2 separate regions of the Mus musculus genome follow, and region 1 is linked to region 2. The links are chromatin contacts, called in public promoter capture Hi-C maps. All regions are on one chromosome and are shown on one strand. Each heading gives the region's core, a stretch centred on a gene start, on an enhancer-like site or on the middle of the called end of the contact. The rest is flanking DNA. Distances are from core to core; before and after follow the strand shown. Region 1 holds the start of B230319C09Rik (RIKEN cDNA B230319C09 gene). Region 2 holds the start of 2310069B03Rik (RIKEN cDNA 2310069B03 gene).

Region 1 (4,886 bases), core at 364-2,863, 560 kb after region 2:
AGGCAGCTGAGGTGTTCTTTTCTGTCCCAGTCCCCCTCTCCTCCCCTCCCCAACCTCCTGGGCCAGAGGCTACTGCTGAGTAATTCCAAACTTAGAGTGAGCCCCTGGCCCTGTAAACCCGGGCAAACTAGAAGGAACCTACTGAGCGGGACCTGGCTAACCTAGGCAGATTAGTCATAGATTCTTGATCAGATTCTCCCCAGACTCTTCATTCTCCTCTCCCCAAAACCTACACCACCCTCTGAAAAACCCACCTGGAATGGCTCAAAGCCCCTTTCTCTGCTTCCCTCACACCAGGGAACACTGCCTTCCCAGTCTCCCAGACACCAAGTGGCACAGAATAACAGCAGACACCCGCTGGCTTCCCAGCCATGATGTTGCATCAGCCCCCACCCTACCCAAAATATCCTCACCCCCACCACCTCCTCTCCTCTCTTCAGCCATCTCCATGGTGACAGCAGCATGACTAATGACACCCTATCAGCTTCAGACTCAGGAGTGCAATTCTCCCTCCCCCTTACTGTCTTTCACCCCCACTTCCCCGAGACAACGCACCCCGGGGATTTCTGCAGATTGGAAGCAAACCAACAGTGCCAGGGCCATTCTCCAGAGATTTCCAGAGGCAGGGGTGGGAAGTGGGTTGTACGTCTTTAAAACACACACACACACACACACACACACACACACACACACACACACGCACATGCGCACACACGCACAGCGCACACATATACATACAGTTCAACAAACCAAACGCCAAACCCCAACTGCACCCAAACCATCCAGCTGAGAAAGCAAAACGAATCCAAACAAAACCCACACAGGCCTGAGAATTCATTGGCCGCCCACACTCGCGCCGCCCCTCCCCCTCAGCTGCTGCTACACACACAGTGGGAGATTAAGGGATCACCAGAGGAGACCCTTTATTTTTATCCAATCCAGTCAAACACTTCACCCCCACCGTGCAAGCCCACGTATACACACACGCACACATACACACACGCACACATACACAAGGGCAAGCGCGCACGCACTCACGTACACACACACACACACACACAAACACGCAGGGTACCTTGACAGTCGCCCCTTGTGCCCAGGGCCCCGTTCCTTCACGAGCATTTATTTCCACCTGCAAAAGAAGCCAAAGACACTGGTGAGGCAGGCCGGTAGCAGGCAAGGAGCAGAGCAGTCCAGCACAGGCCCCAGCACACTGGAGGGGAAGGGCCCGGAGAAGAAAGGCTGGACGGGACCATCTTCCTGCTCCAGCTGCCTCCCCAGCACTGTTGGGCCCCTGCGCCTTCCAGTGTTTTGTTTTCCTGCTTCGGTTCTCCGGCCTCTGGAGATCCCCGGGACCCGCTCGCGGCCTGCACACGGCCTCCCCTCCCTTCCAGGCCCAGCGCTCTACCTCGGCCGGCCTCCACTACTGCATCGGCCGCCGCCGGGCCTCCCATTATCCCCGCCGAGGGAGCGCACCGAGGGAGGCACTGCAGAGGCGGCGGCCAGCTGCCGGCTGCTCCCGCCCCGCCAGGCTGGTGTGCAAGGGGGCGGCGCGCGCGCCAGCCAATCCCGCGCCCGGCCCTCCCCGCCAAGGACCTGCCCAGCAGCCAGGCAGGGGCCTTGGTGGAGGGAGCCATCGCCACAAGGGCTGCTTCCCAGGCAGGCCGGGGATCCCGGGGCACCCTCCTACCCCTGGCAACATACACAAGACGTCCCCTGCAGTTCTAGCGGGTGCAACTGGAGTACGGCGAAGGGGTGGGGAGCGGCAGTATGTGGGTATCCCATACCGGCCACTCTCAGCCAGAGCAGAGCTGGAGCTCTGGTTCTCCAAGGAGAATCCAGGGCAGCAGAAGCCTCACATCCATCCCCCAACCCCGCCCCCCGCTTTGCAGACTGCAGATGAGTGGAGTAACTTACCGAAGGTGACACCGCTAGAACACAGCATAGCTCAAACTCCAAGCCAGGTCAGTCCTCCCTGAAGACCATATCCTTCGCCATTCTATAGTTCTACTCCCCTGCCCTCTTACACCCCACTCGGAAAACTGGCTATAGCCCATATAACCTGTGCTTCCCCAAGTCCGCTATGCCCTCTCCGGCATAGCCTTACAACCGAACAGTACTGAAATGCAATTTTCTTAAACAAGTTTCTCTTCTGGAGAAGATCCACCAGATGACCCGTCCAAAAAAACGCCCTGGGCTCCCCGCCCTTAAGAGTTTCCTTCTAGTTCTCTAACTATAGGCATACCAAGGGTTCGGTGACCAGGAGACCATGGTGGGGGGCGGGGGGGGGGGATAGCAAGGTCCTAGCAATTCACCTTCTGGGATTCAATACCCAGGCATCCTCTTTTGTCCCATCCCCCTCTCGGAAGGGGAACATCCAGGCTTCTACCTCACTTTGGTACCCACATATCCCATTCCTAGCCTGTGGTAACTTACCTCTCTTAGCCTCTCTCTGCTCAACTGAAGAATGGAACCAGCAGCCATTTCATGCAGCTGTGAGGGCCTGAGAAGGCACAGAGCCACTGCCTGACACAAGGTAGGTGCTGCTGGCTTCCAGCACTCTACATCTCTGCCAGAGCTCAGGGTGCCTTCTCATTCTCACGGATGAGTAAGCTGAGGCCTGAGAGAAGTGACTCACAGATGAGCACCCCTGCTCCAGTGACTCGTTCTATTACCCATTCCACCCCAAATGCAGAATTGTGCCCCACCCCAGGGCCCCCAGGGGGTGTTCAGAATCAGATAAGTTCTTTAGGAGCGGGCCAAGCCTGCTTCTGGTATATGGAGGCTTCAGGGCCCACACCTGTCTCCCCTTTGGCACAAGAGGCAGTCCTACTGGGTCCCTCCCAGAGCAGACAAGATAAAGGGACAATGTCCTAAATCATGACTTGATGTGACAAACTGCATGTTTGTCTTTTAACTCACTCCTGACCAGCCTACATGAATCCCCTTCCTTCTCCTGGTTCCCTAAAGCCCTGTGCTATTAAGCCCTGTGCATATGCACCCCACACAGAGAGACAGTGTGGACAATATCAATACTGCCTCTTCTATGGCAGTCACAGTGCTTCAGGCCCCCCCCCCCCCGCTACATACCAAGCCCTGTGCCAACCATGCTGTAGGTTCATCTCATTTTTCTCTACACACAGCTTGTTTTCAGGAGAGGGATATGGAGAGTATTGGAGGATAATGAACAATTTGCCCTAGAAAATTAGTGGGCAGGAATTCAAACCTGAACCCTTCTCATCCTCTGAAACCCCTTTTTCTCTCTAAGCCCAGGAAGATATAAAGACAACTGGGTCACTTCAAGTGACCACTTCCTGACAAACGGATCTGAGAATACTAATATCTTCACCCTTCCCAATGCCGCTTCCTGACCCCTCCCCCGCATGCTAATGTACTGCATGGCTGAATCCAAACAGTGCCTCCCTCCCTCTGCCAGGCCCTCTGCCAGCAAGCCTTCCCAGCCAGGCTCCTCCCGGGCCCCAGGAACAACATTCGGCCTCTTCTGCAGCACCAGTCACATTCAAGCAGTCCTTTATTTACAGTCGGTCCCCACGTGGGTGGGGCCCTGTCTTCCCTCTTTCCTAGGTCTACACATAACTGGAATGTGCTGAGCTGAGTTCTGTCTCAGGAGTGTGGAGTGGCAGGGGGCTGGGCACTGAGACGAGGAGGCCCCTCTCCTGGTCAGCCTGGGGGTGGGAGGGTTGGGGGCGAGCACCAACTCACCTAGAAAGGGAAGACCTGCCCCTGTGGACTGCCTCTTCCTCACAGCTTACAGGAGCTCCCCTAACTTTAGGTACCCACGATATCCTCCAGCAGCCCTTGGCTAAACCGAGGGAGGGCCCCTTGTTCCCTCCCATCTTCTCATTCCAGCTGCCTCCCCGAGAGGCACCTGATCCCAGTCAGAGACACATGCCAGGGCCACTGAACCAGGAAATTCACTTCCCACTGGCCTTCCTCATCTATAGGCTCCTCTTTCTACATGTGGGCCTCACGGTGACCAGCTCTAAGAGGTACTGGGGATCCTTCCCCCATCTTCCATCCTGGCCAGTCAGACTCTGCTGCACTTGCTGCAGGAGAGAGGCCACAGAGAAGGTCATTGGGGTCCCTTGCTGGAAACACACTGAGAATCTGGAGAACATGGCTATCCATAGACCAGACTCCACACAGAAACAGGAACTCAGACACACACTGGAGAGAGGAAGACTTCTAGTGAACCAAGCCTCATGGGACCCCACAAGTAGGGATACAACACAAAGTTCTTACTTAAGCCTAAAAATAAACCAACACGCCAGGAATTTTCCATACCCACCCTACAGATGGAGAAACGATAGAGAGTTCTAAGTACCTCGTTCAAGCTTACAGAGTTTGGAAAATGGCCCAGCAGAACTCTTAACTTTCTTCTTGCAGTGGCCACTATGGCTAGTCCTACAATGCTCATCCATCTACATCTTCCAAAGGCAGCAGGTGACCAGAGACAGGTCTCTTGTCTTCCTTTGCCTTGCCCTAAACAAGATACCTCTTTACAGCACTCTTCCTTCCTTGCTCAGCTGAAGCCCACTTCCTCCAGGAAGCCTTCTCTTGTTACCTCAGCTTGTTACCAGTTCACAGCACTTCCTACTCTTTTAACACCTGGGGTTTGTCTCTCTGATTATGTGTCCTGCCTACCCAACAAGAACCCTACCTCTCCACAGCCCCCCAACATTGGAAGCACCAGGAACTGACGAGAGGGAAACCTGTAACCTCCTTGCCTCTCCACCATACAAAGGATCCTGCCAAAAAATCCTGAACAGCCCCCTCTACCTTTGGAGCCTATGCTTCCTGGTGGCCACACATCAATTTCCACCCGAGTAATTGCGGCCCATCACACATACATCATCCCCTATATT
Region 2 (5,006 bases), core at 1,599-4,098:
CCGATTTGTGCTGCCCACATACTTCTGGGTGTGGGGCTATCCACTGGAGCATGGTCAACCAACTGGGAAACCACAGTCTTAAAGAAAACTCTTCCCCCCCCCCCAACTTATCTCATAAGCTAGTAACTGTCCACAGCTCCTCAGTTAGGGGCGGGGGCTCATGAATGCCTTAAATTCCATGCAGGAATTATTGACAGGCTGGGTCTTGTACAGGTCTTGTGAAGGCAATTACGGGGCACTGTGAGCTCGTGAGCACGATGATTCTACCATATTCCATATCCGGGAGACGATGTCACTCCAGTTTTTCTCGACATCTGGCTTACAATCTTTCCCTTCGCTCTTCCACTGTGTGCTATGGTCCCAAAGCCTGGTGGGAGTGTGTGCTGTAGAGAGGACCAATCTGTGCCTGGGCACTCACTCCACTGACGCTCACTCTTTGCACTTTACACAGTTCCGATTTCAATGTTAACCACTGCACAAAGAGAAACATGGAAGATTATTCTTTCAGGAAGAAAACTGAGAGCAAGTCAGGGCAATCTGTAACAATGCATTTAATCAGCTATAATCAAATTCCACAGGGTGTAATTTAGACACGTGGTTTCCCGGAGGGGGGGGGGTCAGGTGGGGAGCGGTGGATAGGGATGGGTGGGTGAGGCAGGGAGGGGCAGAGGCTGCGGGAGTCACAGGAGTCACGTGAAGGTTGAGCTGGTGGAAAGGAAGTCAAACACAGGTAAGGAAAGTTGAGTGAAGAGTAATTTCCCAGAGGACTAATTACTCCCGCTTTCATGGAGGGTAGGAGGGGAGGGAGGATAAACTGAGGTGAGTCTGCCACCCACTGAGTTAATGATTCTTTGTGTTGGAGTGCCAGTAGGTGACAGGGGATGCCAGTTACGTTGTTCATGTGCAGTCACTGTCATAATTATAAACCTCGGGGAGAACTAACTATCTGTCAGCAGACTGGCTGAGTAATAGAAGTCTCCCTAACCTGTTGCTGAATAAATGCAACTTCCGGGCTTGCAGAACCGCCAGTGATTCATGGAGCGTTGGGGTTTTGAGTGTCTGAGGTACTGTTTGGATTTTAAGGTCATGGCTTCATGTTTCACCTGAGTGATGTCGGGAAGTCCAGCCGCCCTTTCTTAAAGGAGCACAGCTGACACGAGTTAAGAAACGTAATTAGGGATCTAAGAAAGAAATCCACATGCAAAAGCCCTTCTCAGCCTTTAATCCAGCACTCGGGAGGCAGAGGCAGGAGGATTTCTGAGTTCGAGGCCAGCCTGGTCTACAAGTGAGTTCCAGGACAGCCAGGGCTATACAGAGAAACCCTGTCTCAAAAAACAGAAAAAAGACAAAGGGAAGAAAAAAAAAAAAAGCCCTCCTCCCAAGGACTTGCCTGCAACTTCTGTACGGCGTCTTGAGTTGGGGCTCATCTCTGCCTTATGAATATGAGCATTCCTGAACAGAGCACATTGAAGTCTGTTAGCTATTGTGTGTGTGTAAGTTCACATGCATGTATGCACATATGCACATAGGTACCTTCAGAAACCAGGCATTAGTTACTAGGTACCACAGAGCTGTGATTCTCAGCCTGTGGGTTGCACAGGCCATCCTTTGGGGGAGTTGAATGACCCTTTCATAAAGGTCACTTCAGACCACCAGAAAACGCAGATATTTGCTATAACAGTAGCAAAATTACAGTTATGAAGTAGCAACAAAATAATTTCATGGTTGGAGGTCACCCCCCATGAGGAACCATGTTAAAGGGTGGTAGCATTAGGAAGGTTGAGAATCACTTATATATGGACCGTTGTGAGCCACTTGATACAGTTCTGGGAACTTAGCTCTGGCCCTCAACAAGAGCAGCAAGTGTTTACCATTAGGGACACCTCTTCAGCATCAGGTATCTTTTAAAAATTTTTATTAAATTTTTATATAAATTTTATACAATTTTTTTTATTTATGTGTGTGCATAGGCAGGTGTGTAAGGAGGCCAGGAGAGGGCGCTGTGCTGGGAAATGAACTTAGGTCCTCTGGAAGAGCAGCAAACTGCTCTTGACCCTGGTCACTGCTCATACATCCTTCCCACCAAAATCTGTTATCTTTTTAACTATGATTAGCCTAATTTTTGTTTGTTTGCTTGCTTGCTTATTTTTGTTTTTCGAGACAGGGTTTCTATGTAGTCCTGGCTGTCCTGAAACTCATTTTGAAGACCAACCAGGCTGGCCTCGAACTCACATAGATCCTCAGCTTCAGCCTCCAGAGTGCTGGGACCAAAAGTGTGTGCCACCATGCCCGTCGATTATCCTGTCTTTAAAGGGAGAAACAGAGAACCCTGAGGAGGAAAGGTGGGGTGCAAATTAATCAACACTGCCTGGTCTAAAATAAAAAGTCTCAAGACCAGGACCCCAAACCATCTTCTCTGCCTCTCCAGGGGCCTGCACTAAGGGGCCAGCCAGCCAGTCAGGGGAACGCCACAGTAGCCCACTCTTGGAGGTCCCAAGCAGATGACCTTGTGGTCCCCAGGAGTGGCAGCACGGAGGGCGGACATGCTCAGATCTCAGTGGCTGTTGGCAAGGTTACATAAAATTTTATGAAGCACGCAGGACTGGCCCTGGAGCTGGCAGGAGGGCGGAGGAGAGAGCCTCATAACCACGCAGGCTATTGATCACTCAGCCTCTGCTCACAGTCCCCCACACCCAACCCACCCGCAAAGGCGTCCTACCCGCTGGGCAAAGAATGCTGCTCCCGCACTGGCCTAGGGCCCAACCTGCGCTGCAGGTCTGCAGGACCCACCGAGCCTGCTCCGGTGGCCTTTCCAGTGGACCTAAACTGGTGAAGGTTAGAAGAGTGAGGCTTTGTATCACAAGTTTCTGACTCAGTATTCTGATGCTCAAGTTACTCACAACCCCGAGCGCCCTCGCGCGTTGGCCATGCGCACTTCCTTCAATGCAGCCGACTGGGCCATCGGGCCTGGAGGGAGGACTCAGAGCAGGGTAGCAGATATTCCAATTTATGCTTGCCCTTTAGATATGCTTGTTCTGAAAAGAACGATAGCTCAATAGCTGTCAACAGACAGAATCTAGCTCTCTCACCTCTCTCCCATCCTCCCTCCTTCCCTGCCTTCCTCTCCTCTCCTGTCCTCTCCTGTCCTCTCCTGTCCTGTCCTGTCCTGTCCTATCCTGTCCTCTCCTCTCCTCTCCTCTCCTCTCCTCTCCTCTCCTCTCCTCTCCTCTCCTCTCCTTCCTTCTTCCTCTTCTTTGTTTTGAACCCCCTTATGCCTCTTCTGACCCAGTCTCTCCATTTAGTCCAAACTGGCCTTGAACTCCCAGCAGTTCTCCTGCCTCAGTTCATCAGCCTGGCCACATTTCCTGTTGATGAACTCCTACACCACAAATGCTATTCAGAAGTGTAAGGTAACATTCGCCACCAAAGCTTGTAGTTGGGGCGGCTCATTCAGAACAGATTTTCTACCCCTACTACAGCAATGTCCTTGAGATTTCCATTACAGCCTGCTCCGCCCTGTCTGCATTGCTCAGAATGACCAGTAGACATCACTTGTGGGTCATCACAGCATAGCTGGTTACTCTACCAGCTTACTGTGAGCGAGGAACTCTTTCCAAACCTAAGCAGCTATTACAGAAGTATTTAAAGGACAGCATTCGCGTGGTGGCTCACGGAGGGCACTGAGTTGGAGTCTTAACACCAACTATCGCTAGTTTGTCATCTTGAAGTTACCTTTGTGTGCATTAGCTCCACACCTGCCACCTGGAAATAACAGAGTCTTCGTGAGACAGAGTCTCAGGTACCCCAGGCTGGCCTCAAATTCACTATGTAGCCAAGGATGACCTTGAGCTGACCTTGAGAGTGGAATTAGGGGTTCATGCCACCATTGCCAGTTTACGTGGCACCTGATAGTAAACCAGGGCTCGGTACATGCTATGAAGGCATTCTACTAGCGGAGTTATGGCCACAGCCTCTGTGGCTCCCTTTAATTGAGATAGTATACACAGTCCTTTAGAACTGAAAAAAGAAATGTGCTCTGCACCTGAACATCTGGGCGTGGACTGTTTGGGGACTTGGGGTGAGTCACTTCCTTTCTCTCTGCCTCAGTTTTCATCTACAAGATGGGTTTGAGAAGATTGTTTATGAAATCCCAGCACTTGAGAGGTTGAGGCAGGAGGACTGCTACAAGTTCGACCTGGGGCTACATAGTGAGTTTCAGACCAGCCTGGGCTCCAGAGTGAGACTTTCTCTTATACAACAACGATAAAAAGTAAAATAATAAAATGGGATAAGAGAATCTTACCAAGTGATACTTACTCATTTATGAGATTAAATGAGATATGTCTATCATGCCTACATACAGTGAAGGCTCAATAAGTGTTAGTCTTTTTTTTTTTTTTTTCCTATTTGTTTGAGACAAGGTCTCGTGCGGCTCAGGCTAGCATCCAATATGTGTATCTGAGGTTATTAACCTTGATCTTGTACTCTTCTTGCCTCTGCTTCCCAAACACTGGGATTACAGATAGGTGCCACAAGCCAGGCACCATAAGTCTTTAAAACCTTTATGGTGTTTGCTCTTTTTAGCATCCCACTGTTTAGAAGACCAACTGATTTTATCCTGACTCTTAGATTCCTGGGTAAACAGCATGTATCTGCTTGTTCATCTTTTGACCTTTGTCTCTTGTGAACTATATGCGACCCTACCACTACCTTAGAAGGTAGTTGTTCTTGCCCCCCAACCCCCACCAGTTTATGGACAAAGATACACAGGCTCAAAGTGGTTTGCTCACTTACCGGATAGGGACGGTAAGTGGAACCAGACAGCATACAGCTCCTTCCTCCAAGGTCAGGGCTCTGTCTGTTTACTGTAGTACAGCTGCCTTTATAAAACCGCTAAGAGAAGCATTCTTGTGTGCATGTGTGTGTGTGTGTGTGTGTGTGTGTGTGTGTGTGTGTAGGCCAAAGGTCAACTTCAATGCCATTCCTCAGAACACTGTCCACTTTGG

The links. Promoter capture Hi-C pulls out the DNA fragments that hold promoters and counts their contacts.
Region 1: a contact with region 2 is called in a promoter capture Hi-C map of neutrophils, with 5 times the contacts expected there. The contact joins the promoter of B230319C09Rik here to the promoter of 2310069B03Rik in region 2. A contact is called at or near these places in 1 of 39 promoter capture datasets (neutrophils) and 1 of 115 datasets of contacts at active chromatin or transcription factors (bone marrow-derived macrophages).

The regions. Positions count from the first base shown.
Region 1 is chr6:83,440,142-83,445,027 of GRCm38.p6, forward strand. It overlaps B230319C09Rik (RIKEN cDNA B230319C09 gene), which reads left to right and starts at 1,614. Exons shown (of 3, transcript NR_028382.1): 1 at 1,614-1,964; 2 at 2,446-2,536. It overlaps Tet3 (tet methylcytosine dioxygenase 3), which reads right to left. Exons shown (of 12, transcript NM_001347313.1): 3 at 1,076-1,132.
Region 2 is chr6:82,879,005-82,884,010 of GRCm38.p6, forward strand. It overlaps 2310069B03Rik (RIKEN cDNA 2310069B03 gene), which reads right to left and starts at 2,849. Exons shown (of 4, transcript NR_040520.1): 1 at 2,765-2,849; 2 at 2,233-2,305; 3 at 1,391-1,452; 4 at 1-472.